Linked DNA regions of Cyprinus carpio: region 1 is linked to region 2. A link is a contact called in public Hi-C data. All regions are on one chromosome and are shown on one strand. The core of a region is the stretch at or near the end of the contact, and the rest is flanking DNA. Distances in the headings are between cores, read along the strand shown. Region 1 holds the start of phf12b (PHD finger protein 12). Region 2 overlaps LOC109112221 (unconventional myosin-XVIIIa-like).

Region 1 (4,066 bases), core at 406-2,905, 250 kb after region 2:
ATTTAAAAAAAAAATCTCAAAAAAATCTTACTGACTCTAAACTTTTGAATGTTATTGCCATCTTATCCAGATGACTTAGTCATGAGTGTAATCATTACATTTCAAACTTGAACTCCATGCAGGGAAAAATAAACATTATTTAAAACAATTATGTAAAACAGCAACCATTGGACAATTAAACGTATGCATGGTTTACAATTTTTTATTTTTTTTTTTAGTTTTCCACACCATGAAAATGAGAAGTGTTACTTACAAAAGCTGTGATTAATAAAACCTTTTCAAAAATAACATCCCCTGCCCAGTTGTTTTTTTATGAAGTGTAAGTGGGTTTTTTTTGCAATTTTGGAAAACCTGGTACATCTGTTATCCAGTAAAAAATGTTGAAGGTTGGGGTTCCCTGTTTTTGTCACCTGGGGGAGTACAGAAACTCGCCTGTGTGTGCAGTGTCAAACAAAATCCTACTTGCTCAGTGTCAAAAAAAACACCTTCTGTGTCCAAAAAAAAGCCAAAAGTCTAAATAAAAAAATAAACAAAAAGTAAAAAAAATAAATAAATAAAATGTACAGAAGGTTCTTGTAAATCATCCCTCCATCACTGATCAATTGGCTCTGATTTTTTGGTTTCTGTTTATTTTTGTATGTTTTTATACATATTATGGAACTCTTTCAGCAGGCACTCTACATATTATGGAACTCTTTCAGCAGGCACTCTTTAATTATCAAATTATCTAAGAATGTACATACAAATTTGTATTAGAGGTCTGGGCTTAAAAAAAAAATGTAATGTATATATGAAGGTTTATCTATTATAAGAATAGCTCTTTGTTCATCATTTCAACACTGTCCCCTGTTAAGCTAATCAATGATATGGAATCATCTAAAACAGTTTTTTTATGTACTTGGTCCCCCATATGCAATGTTGTCCCCCCACACATACTGACTGAAATATTGTCATTTCAATGTAATTAGCAAAAGCTGCCAAAAACATCACAATTGGTCACATGACAGACTTGCATCGTGAGTGTATGTTTCAGTGTTTCGCTGTCTCCAACTGAACAACGTTATTTTGGGAACTTAAGAAACAACATTTAATGATTTTCTTATTTTCTTTTTTTTTTCAGAGCAACATCAATAACTCTGATATAAACAAAAGGTGTTAATAAGTAATATTATTAATTTTTTAAATTAACCAATCCAACAACACCAAGAGTGCAATATTAAATAAAAATAAAAGATATTACAAAAAACAAAACAGATAGTTCAAAGAAGTAATAGTTTGAGGTTTTTATGTTATTTTATTTTTATTTATGTATGTATTTATTGTCTGATGGATTCAGTAAAGCGCTCACAGAAGAACTCTGTCTTAAAAGTTGTAAGTGACTTGGCTGTTTGGGATTATCATGGTTCAAAATAAATATCATATACTAAATATATTAATCAACAGAGTATCACCAATCATATTTTAACGGCAAAAAAAAAAATATAAAAAAAAAATATATACATTGTTCCATCAGAGTGTTCCGGTTTATTTGTTAATGGCAAAAAAAAATATATACATAAAATTTTTTTTTTTTTTTTTTTTTTTTTTTAATACTTCATAAAACATAACAAGAAAACATAGCTTGCAGGCTTGAAGAGTTCGTGTTGTTCTGTCAGACTAACACTGGGAGGAGCAGTTCTCCTCTGCGCCTCAGTGCGCATGCGCAGACTTCATTCCAACCCCGCTAGAGTCGAGTCAGAGGAGGGCAACGCCAGCCAGTTAGCATAGCTACTAGCAATGGCTTTTCATAACAACACCTTTGCTCTTTACTGCTGTCATCTGAGCGCCATCCACGAGTGTTTCTGCACATGAGGACCTAACCGCCGACAATCAATTCAGCTGACTTACTTTGCAACAGCGAGCGCTTTTTTAGCCAGTATGCGATGGGGACAGACAGCTGTGGATTTCTACACGAATCTTTGCAGGCGGCTGCTGCTGAAGCAGAGGATGCTGCTAGGCTAGCGAGCTAGGCCTTTACATCCCACAAGAACCCTTCAGTACTGCACCAGACAGCAACTTGCAATCAAAATAGGAACGATTTTTGCACTTAAATGAAAATTTGAGCGATTCGTCAGCTCCCGTTTAGCACCAGACATCTGGCGAGCTGTTTGCTTTTGTTTGTTGATAGCTGCTAGCTAGCCGAACATCGAGCAGCCAATCCGCTATCTTGTTAGATTATCGACCCGTTTACTATTTCCAGAACGGCTTAAAGACAGCAGGAAAACCCGACTGGGTTTGGAGAGGACGAAAACTGCTGTCGGATTGTGTGTTCATGCTACATTTCAGCAGTGTGAATGTGGGACAAAATGGAGACCCCGAAGATTCTGTACGATTTGGACACGTCTGGGGGCCTAATGGAGGTAAGCCTGTCTGCCCTTCAGCTGTGCCTCGAATCACTCTCTTGTGTGAGTATGCCTTTATTAGGGATACTGTGTTATAATAAAAGCAAACTGCAGAATGGAAAACAAGTCGTTTGTGGACATTTGCTTTGGTGAGTTTATGCATTGCTGGATTGGGCCTGTTGCAGAAATTGCCTGCCTGGAAAGTAGAACCGAGGACAAAAAATTGTATATATGTGTGTGTGTGTTTGTGTGTGTGTATATATACACACATACATATATACAGATTTCATTATTGAGCTCACGTGATAAAATCTGATTTGACATGGAAAAAGTTGAATTGTGTGAAGCAGCTCCCTATTGACGTCTGTCAGGAGGTCTTTGTGTAACTTGGTTAAAATGTATTTGCCAATCTGTTCCAGCAAATTCAACAGCTGCTCGCGCCCCCACGCTCTGAGGATGGAGAGAAGAGACGCAAACCGGAGAGGGAGACCAGAAGAGGAGGCCGAGCCACGAACCACGACACCTGCGATAGCTGCCGTGAGGGAGGAGATCTGCTCTGCTGCGATCACTGTCCCGCTGCTTTTCACCTGCAATGCTGGTATGCTTCCAATGCGTTTTCATATCTTGTCTGGGTTTAACAGTTGACTGAATTTTTCTTTTAGATTTATGTACAAGTCTGCTTTTTCTGCTGATTTTTAAATGTCACAAAGATTGTTATCTAGTTGGCTGATGTGGATTAAGAGGGTGACTTGTGGACGTCTTGGAAGCACTAAGTTAGTAGTAGTGGTTAATAATGGGTTGCACCAAATGCAGTAGTTTTATAGCAAGTGTATTTATGAACTTATGAACAAAACATTAAATGACACACAAAATGCATTATTGTTCAAAAGTTTTAGGGTTTTTAATAAATGGTTTTGAAAAGTCTCTTATGCTCACAAAGGCTGCACTTATATAAGAAATAAAGAAAAATTGTGAAATAATATTATTTAAAATAACTTATTTTTATATGTATAGAAATACACACGCATCCATATATATTTAAGAAAAATGTTTTGTTAATATATAAAATATACATATAATAAATTATATATATATATATATATATATATATATATTATATATATATATATATATATATATATATATATATATATATATTGAAATATTATTATTATTATTTTATATATATATACAGTACACACACATATATGTAAACAAAAACTTTTATTTTGGATGCGACTAATCCTTTGTTTTTGACAGCACTAAATTTATTCCTTTGCCCAAGCTGAATTTTCAACAGCAATTACTCTAGTCTTCAGTGTCACATGATTCTTCAGAAATCATTCTAATATGCTGATTTTGTGCTCAAGAAACATTTCTTATTATCAGCGTTTAAAAACAGTTGTGCTGCTTAATGACTGCCTCTAGTACTGTCACTACTGTCACAGAAGCTACAGTCAGTTTGACAGTTCTGCCATGTAGAAAGTTAATGCTGAAAACTTATTCCACATAATCAATGTAGATTTCATGATAATTAACATTGCATATTGTTTATGTGCACATCAACACTTCCTCATCCAACAACAAAGACAAAAAAAAAATTGCCTAGAAAAGGGCATTTAAAAAAGTTTTTCGTTCACTATACTGCTTTGCTCTGACAGCCTGAGCTTGAAATAAAGTCTTAA
Region 2 (3,919 bases), core at 1,075-3,574:
TCCGCCACTGAGTCCCACAGAAGAAGCACAGAGGCGGCTGGAGAGGATCTTCGCTGCACCTGTAATGCCTGTCCATCTTCCTTTTGTCTTTCATTTCCTCATCTTTTTCCTCTGACTCTCTCTCTCTCTCTCTCTCTCTCTCTCTCTCTCTCTCTCTCTACCTCTCCCTCTCTCTCTCTCTGATGCTAGCATGTGCTTTATCCAGACTGTTTTACATGGCTCTGACTGCACTGGCTGTAGGCCTATAAATAAAGCACCTTAGAGCTTGACAGCACTTACGCTGACTGAATACTTATGGGGAAATGGTTAAATACACTGCATTGTTAATGAAGACATTAATGCGAGCAGAGTGACTACATAGTGCCTTCACATCTAATGGTTATGAACCCGGTCTCTGTAGAAGCAATGTATGGCTTCATTCCAAACTCTAGTGAACCAGTCTACCTAGACACCATGATGACAGTTCGAGAAATCTCGCTTTAGACAAAGTTTTAAACAAGCAATCCTAAAACAAAAGAAATAAACTAAAATTACTCATTTATTTGTGTAGTGTTTTCCCCTATTTTTTTCTGATTCCTTTTAAACAAAACAAGGGGGGAAGACAACAGTGAAGACGACATTACTCCTGATGTTCTTTCTCATCAAAATATCATACAAATCTTATTTAAAAACTATTTTACCCAACTTTTTATTAATGCTATGTTTGTTTGTTAGTGTAGCATATTGTTAGCTTAGCAACAAATGGTAATGCGAAGCTACAGTACTAATTATATAATATACAATTTTTCAACAAACAATGCTCTCCAATTAAACTTTTTTAATTCAATGAATAAATCTCTACTATATACCCCATTTTTGCCCTTTTTTCACCATTTCATGCACTTTTTTTAACTTTTGCTATGTGCTGCAGTACATCTTTAGTATCTAGACAACAGGTTTTCATTGGTTCAGGCTTGCCCATCTCACCTCCATGTGCCTGCTGTCCTTTCATCTGTGGATACATGTCTCATCTTTACCTCTCTCTCTCATCCGCCACTGTCTCTGTGGCTGTGATTGTTTGGCTGGCTGGTCTAGCTGGAACCTGTGCCCAGTGTCTCTGCGTCGTCTCAGGTACAGGGCCCCTCTGGGGACGGCTCTTCCCCTACTGCGCCCCTCCATGGCTTGGCCCGAGTGTGCGCTCGTGTGGCCTGTTGGAGTGTAAGCCCTCTGTTCCTCTTTCTAACTCACCCCCACCCTCGTACATGGCTATATGTGCTTTTGTGCTTGTGTTATCAATTAGAAATAGATGCTTATATTTTTATTAAAGCAAATATATGAACCCGATTGTTTCTATATCATATCTTTGATATAATGATTGTCTGCTTGTTTGTGTATGTATGATAATTTTAAGCCAGTGTTGATGCAGTGCATGGTGACTCAGGGTTAGTTGTAACTGCATGAAACTCTTTTTGCTTCTGCAGCCCCACTGATCAGCTTATAAGTAAATATCAGTGGATGTGCTCTCTAATTGGTGAAGACTTTGGTTTATGAATATCTCATTTTGCCGCCTCAAGCTCTGAACATTACCTCATTTATGCATTACCTCATATCACCAACATAGTGTCTTTTATATATCCTTATATCACCTCTCTGCGTTAGCCATGCTATTGTTAGCATAAATCGTATTATGTTCAGAGATGTTAGTTTCTTTAACTGAATATGTTTTAATTTAATATGCATAGTTACACATGCCATGTGGGATTTTAACAAAAATGTAGCTGTAAAAACGTACATGGGTAAATCTCATAAAAATATATATATTTTTTTTAGATTAAATGTAACCTTGACTTGTTACATATGACCTGTTCTTGACAGATTTCATGAGATTCTGGGTGACCATGGTGCCTTACACTGATATACCACATGATCAATAACACTTTTTATTCACAGGATGCTTTAGATGCTCTGTGTGTGGATCTGAGGCAGGCTCTTAAATTGATAAATGACTGTGTTTTGAGAGATGCACGTTATAAAGTGTTATGATGTCTAACGCTGCTCTTGCCCTCTCATGCCGACCTGCCGTCTCACAGGGACAGGTGGAGGAGGATCCCATGGCAATCCTAAAGGCAGACCATGCCGCTGCCGCCCATCCTAAGGTCTGCTTTCTGCTGTGTGTGTTGTACCATAGTTCACCTGCATAATCCCACCCTCGACCTGTCGTGTCAAACTTGCCCTTGTGTTGTGGAGTGTTGTGTTTGCACCCATCCCATTTCATCGACAACACCCCAGCCATAGAGCCACAATTAAGAGACACACTCGAAAATCGCAAAACGGGCAATCTGGCAAATAAATATGGGTTCATCTAACATTTAATTAGCATTGGATTGTTATTAACAGTTCTGTAGTGTTTTCTACCCTTCCTTCTCATGTGCTACTGTACTTGTAGAGTGTACCGGTTTATCTACAATCATAACATCTTATACTAACCAAACACTAGAGAACAGAAGCTTGTGAACTGGAACACAACTCCATATACTATCTCTCACTGTCAGCCCTCCACAGCAGTAGAGTTCATGTTCTGACCAGTGTGTGTAAGTCAAGCATGAGTGCAGTGGAAACAGACATGCCAAGACAACCAGAACATCGGGCTTGTAATCTGACCCCGTCCATCATTTGATGCCCGAGTTGGCTTCATCTACACCTGCTTTTAAACTCTCCCTATCTTGCATGACAGCCCACAGCATTTTAAGCTCATTTCCTACTGTAGACATTGGGAAACAAGTTATTATTTTTTTTTTTTGGACTGATCTGGGACCTCTTTGTTCTTTAATTGATATTCTGTCAGGAGAGGTCTCGGATCAGGATGAAAATATTTTTTGTGTGTCATTAAATGGTGACAGACCTTGTCACATAAGTGTGGACCAATGCATGGAGTGGATTTGAAGCGTATCAGTGGTGCTCCTGTTCAAAAGGCCTGTGCAAAGTCATAAATAATGAGTTTGACTGATTTTTTTTTCTCCTTCACAGGTGAAAACAGAGGAGCAGATAGCTGCAGAGCAAGCATGGTACGGCTCAGAGAAAGTGTGGCTGGTCCACAAGGATGGATTCTCTCTGGGTTAGTACAAAAGCCATGCAAAATGAACTCGAAGCATTATTATAAATTGAAGACAACAGGAAATGGCATTTTCTATTCATTTAACTTGCATAATTTGACACATTCCTATGTGAAAATAGAATATTGTGCTAGAGTGGAAGAGAAAGTCATTTCAGAGGCGGAGAACGTTATTGCATTTTGATGAAAGATCATGGAAACATTTTCTCCTTTAGAATATTGTGCACCATTGTTTCTCACAATATAGCACCAGGGATATTTATTAAGTAAGGAAAAAGGGTCAATTTAGATTTTATGCCATTTGTAACTAAATACCAGTTTGATTACGATTACAATAACAGAGCGCTTTAATGCGATTGAAATGTAAAAAGTCTGTTTTAATTTTGTTTCCGCAATGATGTTATGTGCAATCAGAAATAAAAACATTAATAGTGTTCTCTGGTGTTGTTTACAGCCACTGTGGTGAAGACGGAGACTGGAAGTCTACCAGAGGGGAAAGTGAAAATCAAACTGGAGCATGATGGGACAGTACTGGACGTGGACGAGGATGACGTGGAGAAGGTCAGTTGTCCAGGCTGATTATGTGTTTCAGTATGCACAAATATAATATTTTATTCATATTCAAAATGTAGTTAAAAAACGTTTTTGACCTCGTAAACGTAAAAATGTAATCATCATCATAACTGAACCTTCTGGTGACTTCTCTGTGATCTCCAATCATTTAGTCCTCTTTAAAGTTTGCCCTTGCAAACTTGTTCATCTGCTGCCATATTTTAGTGCAATGCCTGCATCTCAAAATCCAGTCGACGGACAGAACCAGATATGTGT

Evidence for each region. Hi-C and Micro-C count contacts between places; a contact is called where the count stands out from the background.
Region 1: a contact with region 2 is called in a Hi-C map of skeletal muscle, with 5 times the contacts expected there. The contact joins the promoter of phf12b here to the enhancer-like site in region 2. A contact is called at or near these places in 2 of 8 Hi-C or Micro-C datasets (liver and skeletal muscle).

The regions. Positions count from the first base shown.
Region 1 is chrA15:15,807,408-15,811,473 of ASM1834038v1, forward strand. It overlaps phf12b (PHD finger protein 12), which reads left to right and starts at 1,656. Exons shown (of 15, transcript XM_042771200.1): 1 at 1,656-2,399; 2 at 2,801-2,979. The coding sequence starts at 2,334.
Region 2 is chrA15:15,555,472-15,559,390 of ASM1834038v1, forward strand. It overlaps LOC109112221 (unconventional myosin-XVIIIa-like), which reads left to right. Exons shown (of 42, transcript XM_042771198.1): 3 at 3,007-3,094; 4 at 3,546-3,652. Among protein-coding and RNA genes, the nearest start is that of LOC109112221, 35 kb to the left of the region's middle. Within about 2 kb of position 2,325, at least 1 of the 8 cell types and tissues checked has an H3K27ac peak or open chromatin away from gene starts, as enhancers often do. A contact at or near this core is called in skeletal muscle, where this site is marked.